Linked DNA regions of Sus scrofa: region 2 is linked to region 1. The links are chromatin contacts, called in public Hi-C maps. All regions are on one chromosome and are shown on one strand. The core of a region is the stretch at or near the end of the contact, and the rest is flanking DNA. Distances in the headings are between cores, read along the strand shown. Region 1 holds the start of CXCR4 (C-X-C motif chemokine receptor 4). Region 2 has its middle 46 kb from the start of DARS.

Evidence for each region. A called contact is a pair of places that touch in the nucleus more often than the background predicts.
Region 2: a Hi-C map of skeletal muscle shows a contact between it and region 1, with 4 times the contacts expected there. The contact joins the enhancer-like site here to the promoter of CXCR4 in region 1. A contact is called at or near these places in 5 of 47 Hi-C or Micro-C datasets (embryonic fibroblasts, epiblast stem cells, fetal skeletal muscle and 1 more) and 2 of 2 datasets of contacts at active chromatin or transcription factors (alveolar macrophages and skeletal muscle).

Annotation. Positions count from the first base shown.
Region 1 is chr15:15,661,973-15,667,902 of Sscrofa11.1, reverse strand. It overlaps CXCR4 (C-X-C motif chemokine receptor 4), which reads right to left and starts at 4,251. Exons shown (of 2, transcript NM_213773.1): 1 at 4,237-4,251; 2 at 1,197-2,243. The coding sequence starts at 4,251. The coding sequence ends at 1,197.
Region 2 is chr15:15,761,494-15,767,578 of Sscrofa11.1, reverse strand. No RefSeq gene overlaps it. Among named protein-coding and RNA genes, the nearest start is that of DARS, 46 kb to the left of the region's middle. Within about 2 kb of position 2,093, at least 54 of the 83 cell types and tissues checked have an H3K27ac peak or open chromatin away from gene starts, as enhancers often do. A contact at or near this core is called in alveolar macrophages, epiblast stem cells and skeletal muscle, where this site is marked.

The DNA of each region.
Region 1 (5,930 bases), core at 3,002-5,501:
GCAGTGGTAAAATCTGAAGCATGGGGTTGCACACCTTTTCTTCTTTACGCATACTTATCCTTCAAGAAGATTATCTATCATGGGAATAGGTACTGTCTGGCCATTTCTAAACTTCCATGAGTTAAGAGTGGTTAGGTCTTCAGGAGTTCCCGTTGTGGCTTAGTGGTTAACCAACCCAACTAGCATCCATGAGGATGTATGTTCGATCCCTGGCCTTGGTCAGTGGGTTAAGGATCTGGCATTGCCACAAGTGTGGTGTAGGTTGCAGATGAGGCTTGGATCCAGCATTGCTGTGGCTCTGGCATAGGCCAGTAGCTACAGCTCCTATTGAACCTCTAGCCTGGGAACCTCCATATGTTGCAGGTGCAGCCCTTAAAAAAAAAAAAAAAATGGTTAGGGCTTCAGATATTGAATCCCTTTACCTGGTTTGAAATATTGGTTGTGCTTGCTTACTTCTCTTTGAACAAGTCACTTTGGCTTTCTGTACTTTGGTTTCCTACTCCACAAAATGTTAGTAATAATAGAACCAGAGCCTATCATAGAATTGTGATAAGGTTTAAGTAAAATACCTAGGACAAGATCTGACATGCCATACATGCATCTATTTCTGTTATTGTTGACTTCTGCCAGCCAAAGGAATGTCAGTAGAAATCAGAACATAACATTAAATCAGTTTATCATGTACTTTTATTAACAACTGAATACAAGACTGTACAATGCAGGTGCTGAAATCAACACATTTCTGAAAACTGAAAAACCAGCATTTCTATACCACTTCAGGCTTTGGTTATAAGTTACACCTTCTACAGCAAAATCACCTAGTGCAACCAAACAATTTAAGGACAAGAAAAAAAATGTTCCATCGGAATGGAGAGATTATTTATGCACAAACAGCTGAGGATCGTTTCTAGCTTAAGTGATTCACTACACACGCTAGAATGTTCAGTTCCCTTTTCTACAGTCCTACAAATCAGCAACTAACAACTTGGCCACCAGGTCCTGCCTAGACACGTATCAACACAAAACAAAAAAATATATAAATAAGTCAATTAAACCTCATAAAAACTAAAGGAACATGAGAAAAAAAATCCAACAGTCAATAAAAACTGTACAGAATTGGTCAGTCTTTTATAGCTGAAAAAATGTGTAACTTAAAAAAAAAGTTCTTTCATGTATATAAGTCTTTTACATCAGTGTTAGCTGGAGTGAAAACTCGAAGACTCTGACTCGGTTGAAACAGAAGAATGTCCACCCCGCTTTCCCTTGGAGAGGATCTTTAGGCTGGACCCTCTGCTCACAGAGGTGAGTGCGTGCTGGGCAGAGGTTTTAAATTTGGCTCCAAGGAAAGCGTAGAGGATAGGATTCAGGCAACAGTGGAAAAAGGCAAGGGCCTCAGTGATGGAAATCCACTTGTGCACAGTGCTCTCAAACTCACACCCTTGCTGGATGATTTCCAGGAGGATGAAGGAGTCGATGCTGATCCCGATGTAGTATGGCAGCCAGCAGGCGAAGAAAGCCAGGATGAGGATAACGGTGGTTTTGAGAGCTTTGCGCTTCTGATAGCCCTTGGAGTGGGACAGCTTGGAGATGATGATGCAATAGCAAGATAGGATGACAATACCCGGCAGGATAAGGCCAACCATGATGTGCTGAAACTGGAACACCACTAACCACAGGTCATTGGGGTAGAAGCGGTCACAGATGTACCTCCCATCCCCCTCCCTGACATTCGCAAAGATGAAATCAGGAATAGTCAACAGGAGGGCAGGTATCCAGACGCCGACATAGACCACTTTTTCAGCCAATAGCTTCCTTGGCCTCTGACTGTTGGTGGCATGGACGATAGCCAGGTACCGGTCCAGACTGATGAAGGCCAGGATGAGCACACTGCTGTAGAGATTGACAGTATAGATGACATGGACTGCCTTGCACAGAAACTTCCCAAAGTACCAGTTTGCCACGGCATCAACTGCCCAGAAGGGAAGTGTGAGGACAAAGAGAAGGTCTGCCACAGACAGGTGCAGTCTGTACTTGTCCGTCATGCTTCTCAGTTTCTTCTGGTAACCCATGACCAGGATGACCAATCCATTACCCACTATGCCAGTTAAGAAGATGATGGAGTAGACAGTGGGCAGAAAGATTCGGTTGAAATGGGCATTTTCCTCCCGGAAACAGGGTTCCTTTATGGAGTCATAGTCACCTGAGCCCAAGTCATCCTCTGTGTAATTATCTGAAGTGAATATCTGAAAAAGAGGCAAGGGAATGGACATTCACTTTCAAGTTCAGCAGGCATTCTCCAAGTTCAACACAATGTTTCTGGTATTTTAAAAAGCCAATTTATAAAAAGCAACTCAGCCCAGCCTTCTTCAAGAAATTCTGCTTCTACTAAAGTACAGGGGTAAGGGCACAAGGGAATTTTTCTGGTCTCCTACATCTCTCCTCCCATCTTCTCCCAGAGTCGCTTCATTAAATCCCTCTTTAGTAAAAGCAATTACAAAGTTCTTTGTTTAAACAAAAGGGTGCTGAAATTCTGAGGGTTTCAAAGTCCCATCTTTGCTAACTCTTCTGCCCCGCCCACTAGAAGGAAGAAAAAAACCTTGGGAGGAAAAAACCAAAACAAAACACAAAGAGGCCACTCCTAGCGGCGTGGTGGTGGGGGCGAGTGGGTGGGAGTTGGGTAGAATCTTGTGTTCTAAGGACATGGGATTAACTTCTCTAAGAGTTTCATCAGGACAGGGAAGAGGGGAGGAAGAAGCTCTTGGGACCGGGCGGGGGCAAAGATTCTTATTCTAAAACACAAAGCTTTGTTTTCTCCACGACTCTCTAAACACAAACACCCTTCTGTACTTCAAGTAACCCGTAGTGGGGAAGGAGAACACTGCGATCTTAAACGACCGGCTTTGGTGCTTGGGGGCAGGGGTGTCAGAAGTGGGTAACCCCCACTACGGCCGGCGCTACTCAGGGGCGTGGGTCTCTCCGCCAAACCCTTGTTTATCGCTTGGCGCGTTTGGGACGTTAGGGAGCACAGCATTTTAATGGGAGGAGAAAGTCACGGGGTCTGCACCCGTGGTCCTCGCCCCAAGTTTCATTTCCTCACCCTCCCGGGGCTCTTCCCACCCTGTCAATGATCCAGTTAATGGAGTGGGAAGTCTGCAGCTGGAAGCCTCCAGGCGGAGGACGCGCTGGAGACCAGATGGTCCAGCTCCGGACCTCCACGATGCCCACCGCTGGCGGTCTGCGGCTCCAGCGGTTTGGCCTGCAGCACGCCGGGTGCCGCCGAGAGATTGGGCGGCTCCGCCGCGGGAGCCTTTGAATCGCGCGCCGCTGGGGGAAACGAAAAGTCTCGCTTTTCAAAGGGCTCCAGGAAACCACCGACGGTTAATTGGTGCAGCTCATCTCTGTGAGAGCCAAACGGTCTTCCCACTTGCACCTGCCTTGTCTACGCCACAACTACCGGCAGCGCAGGTGCCCTCCCAGCCCCCGCCCCGCACTCCTAGGGGCGCTGCTGCACTGTGACCGCTGCCTCGACTATAAACTACCTCAACTTCTGCACAACCCCAAACTCCAGAACCCCGGGGCCCACTGTGCTTGCGACGCCCTCAATCCCAAGGCGCACGCGCTGCTCCGGGCCACCCTGCTGCGGCGTCCTTTCGCCTTTCCCGCCTTCTACTCAGTGCTTGGGCACTGGCACAGCTCCGCCGACAGCAGAATTTAGCGAACACGCGCCCAACGCCAAGAGGGGTCCCCAGGAGCCTTTGCCTTAAGATAACCAGGGGCGCCGGCTCCCTCTGGGAACTCAGCCCGGACGCGCCGCCCTCCACCTTCAAATTCAGATAATGTAATTGGCTCCAAAGAAATCCCCGCTCTCCTGAGGAAGGGACCCATGGTCTGAGTCCCCGGGCAGCGCGAGTGTCTTCTCTGCACTTGTGCACAAAATGTTCTTATGTTTGCAAACAGTGTGCAAGCCCGGCGCGCGCCGTGGAACTCAAGCGGGAGATACATGCAACCACCCAAACGGTCGTTCCAATCTTTTCTCCTCTAATCCAAGAGAAAAAGATTCCAATACCCACCCCACCCCCTCCCATAGCCAGGCGCAGTAAAACTCCTTTCCATGACCCTCCTCCCGGGCACGGGCACCTCCAATACTCGGGTCGCTTCTGCCCGTTTGGAGAGGGGTTGCACTCTAAGTTCAAGTGTTTGTATGTTTAAGAAAAAGCAGGTTGAAACTGGACTTACACGGAACCCGTCCATGGTAACTGCTCACTCTCCAGCCGCGGGGGCTACCGGAGCACTCAAGTCCTCAGGGTCACTTTGCTACCTGCTGCCGCAGCCAACAGACTGAAGTTTCTGGCCAAAGCTGGACTTTTATAAAAACACGCTTTGTGGGCGGCGCATGCGCTGAGCGGTGGGCGGGAGGGCGGGGCGGGGAGAAAGGCGGGGTGGAGCCGGAGAACGGTACACCAGGGGCAGGGGGGAGGAGGGTGCGAGGGAGGGGCAAGGGGGTATGCACCTAGGCGGCCCGGGTGGGATAATCCTGGGAGGCCCCGCAGCGGCTGCTGTAAGCTCTGGCTCAACATCACCTCGTGAATCTCCGGCTGGGGCGGGCATCCGAGAAGCGTGCCCCAACTTGTAAAAGCAGGATGCGCCTGGAGGGAGGTCGAAAGCGCGGGCGACAGACGCGTCCTTGTGTGGCGCGTCCATCCTTGCTCACGAAGATGGTATTCTAGTCCTCGGAAGGCTACAGGTGGAGACACTGAGGCACAGAGGCGGGAAGTGACTTGCCAGAGTCACCCAACCAGTAGGCGGCAATACTGGCACTGGATCCAATATCTGACTCCATTCCCAGCTCTTTCAGCAGATGCAATCCATTCAGGAAATAAAATAAGTAATGATTTTTTTCTTTAGAGCACAACTCTATATAACTAGATATGCACAGCTACAGTAATAGTATCAGGGTCAGGTGTAGACAACACTTTTAGAAGGTAGGATGATTTGGTATTGTTCTGGAGGAGGACTGTGATAGAGAAGTAGAAGTGTATTCCCGGGTAATCAATTCGTGAATAGTACCTTCTTAAAAAAAAAAAAAAGAAAAAAAGGAAGAAGAATATACGCTTTGTTACAAGGGAAATAGCGAATAATACTCTTGTAACAAATCACAAGGCGCTTGCACAGAATCACTCATTCATTCTCACAACACCCTGTGGGTATTATCATTACCAACATGCACTCAGTCAAGAGATATTTAGTGAGGGCTGACTGCATGCCTCACACTATTCTAGGCAGTGGGGATGCAACGGTGAAGCCGAGGACAAGGCCCCCATGCGAAGGAAACAGGGAGCAGATCTGCAGAGATGAAATGCCAGGGTTGGCCGGGAATTCCATACCCGACCTGAATCCATATCTACCGGACCCCACATCTGCCGTCCGACCCAATGAGGGAGATAATAGTTGGCACCGGTAAGAAATTAAGTTGAAGAACTGGGCGAGGGGGACTAGGGGTGTAAGCTGGACGCTTAAAGATGTCTCAGACCGCCTGGGGTTTGCAGTGAGAGCCCAGACAGTGCTTTCCAGTCTCGCACCACTTCCCGCCGGCGCGGAGCCTGGGTGGGGCCGGGGACCGAGTGAGGGGCGGGGTCAAGAAATAGTGCGACCGCAGGCGGGGGTGACCGCAGGAGTGACAAAGAGGACTGAAGTGTGAGCCTCAGCCGGCCGAAGGGTGGTTGCATTGCAGTTCGGACCCCGGCCGCCTCCCACCCTGGGATGGTCCCAGGAAGAGGGCTTGCCCAGACTGGATCCTAAGCACAGCCTGCCTTTTCTTCCAGATAAAACCTTTCAATCGAGAGGTGTTTCAGAGACAGTGATTAGTAAGCTGGGAACAATTTCTCTACAGAGAATAATTTTTCTCTTTTGTCTGGACCCCTTATTTATGG
Region 2 (6,085 bases), core at 844-3,343, 100 kb before region 1:
GGATGGAACCCACCTCCTCATGGATACTAGTTGGGTTCATTACCACTGAGTCACAATGGGAACTCCTAGTACCAATAATTTCATAGAATTATAAAAATTTAGCTCTTGGAGTTCCCGTCGTGGCGCAGTGATTAACGAATCCGACTAGGAACCATGAGGTTGCGGGTTCGGTCCCTGCCCTTGCTCAGTGGGTTAACGATCCGGCGTTGCCGTGAGCTGTGGTGTAGGTTGCAGACGCGGCTCGGATCCCGTGTTGCTGTGGCTCTGGCGTAGGCCGGTGGCTATAGCTCCGATTCGACCCCTAGCCTGGGAACCTCCATATGCCGCAGGGGCGGCCCAAGAAATAGCAAAAAGACAAAAAAAAAAAAAAAATTTAGCTCTTGTTATTACAAAGAAAAATCCCAAGCTATGAATAGTTAATTTTATTGTCTTCTATCAATCAGTATCATTTCATCTATCCTGGTTTAATTTTTTAAAACCAATTAATAAATACCTTGAGGGAAAGACAATGTTTTGCCTTTTGGCACTTCCTTCACCCTCACTCAAGTGCCTGGCATGGATTTGTTGTGATCCTAGTGGGTGTCAGTGGTGGTGTTTTGTGGGCTCATACCCATGGAGGCTACCAGCCAGGGTCCATGCTCATTGCTAGGTTGTTCAGAGGGCTCAATGCTTGTGCCACCTCAGCTGACAAATAGTTGTACATCACCCCCCTGCTTGATTACTTATGGTAGCTGGAGTTCAACATCAGGAAACTGAAAAAGTCAAAATACATTAAAAAATATACAGTTTTTGCTCTCTCTCTTCCACATTAAATAAAATGTGGAATTTTATTTAATAATGAATTCTGCATTAAAAATAAGTTGTAGCTGTGTAGTTAAATCCCTCTCAAGACAGACCAAACTTATTTCATCATGGCTGTGTTTTAGCAGACTATTATTGAGAAGGGAGTGGGAATATAGAAACACAAAGATGGTAAGAGGCTTCAGGTGCAAGGTATACCTGGATTCCCACACTGTTAGAAGCCAGTGTGCTGAGATTTCCCCTGGCAGAAGAAAGCACTGTGGGGGTAGCCCACACCTGGGAACCCCAGCTGAACAGCAGGCATTTCACCTAATAGGATTTTTAAAAAAGGCAGAAAGGTTAGTGTTACCTTCGTGAACTTCTCCCTCAGCAAATCAGCAAATAAGAACTGGTATCAAATAGCTAATATGATACACTTTGTCCATGTTACACTGTTGAAGAAAAATACTTTCAGGTCTTACAATGTTTTTCCTTGGGAGGAGACCCCCCCTCCAGCTTTTATGTGCAAGTGCTTCTAAGCATGACTTAAAAATTCTCTTCCCAATTCAATACCAAACTTTCCCAAATCCAAACACGATGCTGAACAGTGGATCAAGGTATAGAGGTGGTGAGTTAAATGTAACTCTTCAGACTGGAGGACATGGGAGCACTGGCAAATCCCAGCGACTCAGGCTGACTTCGGCCCCTGAAGTTTGGGGCGTTTGGCAGACACGGAAGAAAATCTCCCTTCATCTCCTAAGTTATTTGAATGCCATGGCAACAGCAGCCTCAAAAACTTGAGAGAGAGAGAGAGGATGGGGGAGTGGAGGATGGTTGAGAAAGAGATAAGAAAAGATGACCAAGTAGGCCTGGGATTTTTTTAGATGGGCGCTAAACGTGGGAGAGAAGGAAGCAAGTGGGGAGGAATGCCCAAGACCGCCGCTGGAGTGATCTCACACCAGCCAAAAGGCAAACGAGAGCCTGGCAGCCAGCTGAAAGGAACAAAGGCGGTCGGTGGGCGGATGTGGTGAAGGGAGGGAGGGAGAGGACTCGCCCACGCTTGCGAAGCGCTTCAGCCTGCCTGTCACAGACTCTGAGTTCTGGCACCGAGAGGGCACGCATCGCAGTCACAAAGACTCTGGCCCGAAGAACGGCCTGGCGCGTAATTTAATGCAGCCCCCGTGACTATACTGGAGTTGTAGCCTTTTGTGTTAGCTACAACAATGGAGAGGGAGAAATCAGGCCACAGGCTCAAGGCGCAGACGGGCTGGTGCGGATGTGTCTCGGCCCTGGCGGCATCGTGTGCTGCCTCTCAGGCCGTTGCCCGGCAACCGGACGCCGCCCGCCTGTGCCTGTGGAGCCCATTGAAAGCCGAGGTAGTGGGTGAAAGGGAGAGCCGCGGTGTTCACAGGCCAGGCTGGGAGAAGAGGAAACAAAGGATAGGGAGCTGGGTCGGGGATTGCATGTGGCCAGGGGAAGGCCTCACACTGTACACAGAGGAACACTGGGAGCCTCCTTTCTGAAGGGTCCAAGTTGGTATCCTGCCTTGGTCCGCCGCACGTGGACTGCTTGAACAAATATAGCTTTTCCTCCATCTTCAAGTTCACAGCATTCCTAGCCCAGATGTTGCATTAAATTGTCTGCCTATTGTGTAAAACATGTAAACAATCCCAAACAAACAACAAAACAAACCCTGTTCAAATGGCCAGCTGAAATTCATTTGTTAGCTGAAATATTTTCCAAAGTAGGATCGTGCACCTGGTGGTTAAACAGACTCTCACTATACAAAAAGTGTTTGCTAAATGCAATATGGTATCCTGGATTGCATCGTGAAACATTAGTGGAAAAACTAGTGATGAATAGTCTGTGGTTTATTTAACAGTAATGTAGCAATGTTAATTTCTTAGGTTTGACTAGGAGTCAGCAAACTTTTCTATAGGAGACTAGAAAGTAAAACTTTGGGCTTTGTGGGTTCTATGGTCTCTTGGTGCAACCATTCAACTCCACCATAATAGTGGTAAGGGTCTATAGACAATATGTACAATAATGGGTGTGGCTATATTCCAATAAAAATTTTTAAGGATACTGAATTTTGAATTTCATATGCTTTTCATGTGTCATGAAATATTATTCTTTTGATTTTTTTCAACCATTTAAAAATATAAAAACTCTTCTTTGCTTGCAGCCTCTACAAAAACAGGCAGCAGGCTGAATTTGGCCAGCAGGCTGCTATGTTTGTCATCATTGGTTTAGACAAATGGACCAAGATTATGAAAGATGTTAACATTACAAAAAATTGATGAAGGATATATGAGAACTCTCTGTACTTTCTTTTCAACTTTTTTTTGTAAACCTAAGATTATCCCAAAATAAATAAATTCGTTTAAACTTATTTAAATGGCACACTTTTTAGAGGGAGTGTTTGAAAAGGGCTTTGTTAAGGGGAGTGGGAAAATCAGAGTTGTGTGTGTATGTGTAAGAGACATAAAAGAATATTTTTCTAGTATTCATTGACATACAGTACTAAAACTTCCCCAAATGAAACTCCTTGCTACACCACCATATTGGTAATCAAGCCATTAATATCAAACAGCCTGAAAACAAAATAGCATTCTGTAGCACAGAACTCTTTCACCCTGAGGGCTGGGTGAAGAATATTTTCAGCTCCCATTGAATTAGGATGGGAGACACCAAGACAAAGAATCAAACCCATTTTACTCTAATAAGAAACTAGAAAATTCTTGGCAAGCTCATTTGTAACCGCACACCCACATATGTACATACACACTTCTTTTTTTTCTTTCCTAGCATGGCTAACATCTATACCAAATAGAGTACACACACAGCTTTACTTTACAAACCAAGATCTATATTCTTGTCCTGATTTTACTGGTTGTTTGAACACAGACTACTCTCTGTTCTTGTCTTTGGCATATTATAAGAACCTTTCCCGGTCGTCTTTCAAATTTAGATTTAAAACATTCTATCACAGGTTGGGCACTACCAATTAAGAATAAATGATCAGAAAGTACAGAAGGGCATATAACCTAACACACACTTTCTTCCTGACTGCAATACTAGAGGGGCGTGGGATGCAATATAAATATGATATAAAATCCCATAGATAGCTGATTGGTGTAACACCAGGCATGGTGGGCAGAAGGAAGCCCAGTAAAGGGGGGTGATGCTGAAAAAGAAGAAGAGATTTGCAGGAAGGTCTCTTGGCAAAATATATGAGGCAACTGGAAAATTGACTTCAGGGATTTTCCATCACTCCTATCATCTAATTTCTTTTCTTGGCCATGCACTCACAATTACTCCACAAAAAGAATTTATTTTATGTTTGTTTTTTCAACCAGAGATGTTTCAGAACTCATTTATTCACAACTTCTTGTTTTAAGGATTTTTTTTTGGCTGTACCTTGGCATGTGGAAGTTCCCCAGCTAGGGATCGACAAGGCAGTAAACAGAGCCACAGCAGTGACGATGCCAGATATTCAACTGGTTGAGCCACCAGGGCACTCCTCAACAACTTTTTGAAATACTGACTTTCCCTGGGCCATGGATTGTTTCTGGATCGAGACTGGGGATATGAAGAAGAATTAAAGATGGCTTCTAGCCTCAATTGTCAAGGGGCTTGGGATGCAGACAAGGTGGAGTTCTCCAGTGTTGTTGGTGTACACCAGCATCAGGATCACTAGGGAAGGTTTTATTTACAGATATAATCTCCTGAGCCTACCCCACACTTACTGACTCAAAAAATCTCTGAATAAGGCGAGGGAAATATGTATTTTTAACAAATTCCTCAAGTGAATATTTTGCTCACTAAACATTTGATATCCACTGGAAATGTGAATAGATGGGAAAATGTCTATATATAATCATGCTGATATTAATTGGTTATTATAGAAACACAGAAAGAGGGTGAGAGTAGGGTCATAAGTGAATTTTCCTAAAAATGATACCTAAGCCTAATCTTAAAGAAAGGGAGTACCAGAGTGGGGATGAGAGTGAGGAGGAGCATGATAAAGGGAAAGAGGCCAGGAAACAGAATCTCAAAGTGTGAAAAACCACACTTCCTTACATAGCTGGCGTGTAATTAGTAAGGAGGATGGATGGCTAATGGTGGGCTTTGTGATAAACACTGGAAAAGCTATTTTGGGCAGAGGATCCACCTATCTGCCTAAATTAAGTTCAGGGAGTTCCCATCGTGGCTCAGCGGTTATGGAATCCAACTAGCATCCATGAGGACTCAGGTTCAATCCCTGAACTAGCTCAGTGTGTGGAGGATGAGGTGTTGCTGTGAGCTGAGGTGTAGGTTTGCAGATGCAGCTCGGATCCCGTGTTGCTGTGGCTGTGGTGTAGGCCGGTGGCTACAGCTCCGACTGGGCCCCTATGTCACAGGTGCGGCCCTAAAACAACAACAACAACAACAACAAATATAAGTTCAAGTTCATTCCACCAGAAAGCATATATGGTTTTTGGCAAAGGCTTGGCTTTCCCCCTCATACAATATTCACTGTAACACGGACACATGGAATGCAAATGTGTTTTAAGTCTAAGGGACTTATTGGTCATTTAGGCTATTCTGCTTCCAGACTCGAACATTCTTGGAAATGGAGCTATCTTCTTTTTGAGTAGAATAGGGCTGTGAACTCTGTAAAGGATATGGGTTATCTTTTGATGCTTTTAACAGAAGGCAGGCAAATGCCTCTATTTGGGGGCATGGTTATCCCGAGTAGTTACTGCAAAAGAATGTGGCCTCCTTTGGCCCTGCAACTTGTTTCTAGGTTGACCTATCATTGCATCCTCATCAGAATTTCTTTTTCTTCCAGTGCTTCTTTTCCTGGACTTGAGCAGGTGGCCTTGGCATTGTAAGGCTTTGATTCTTCTGGAAAAGAGGTGATTGGGTGGTCAGCGTTATCTTCTTTCCCATGGCTTTGTGTTTCCTTCCAAGTTGGTCTGGTTTATTTGACGACCCTATTTTAGGAATGAAACATTTTACTTGGTCAAGTGCATGAGTTAATGTAGCCAGGGCAGCTAATCTAGACAAAAACAAAAAACAAAAAACAAAAAAAACCGTCACAAAACACAAACCTCCCAACAGCTGCAGAGACCATTATCTATGTTGTTTTTCTTTACTAGCTAGAAAAGAACCTCAATTCATCAAAAAAAAGTTGAAACACTTGAAAAATTAGCATGGACCATTTGGCTCCTGGAAAAGGGAAACATTTGTTTTGTGCTAAAAATGACCCTTGGCATTTTTCAGGATGAAACCATGGATTTTGGTGAAAGCAAAATGGTGA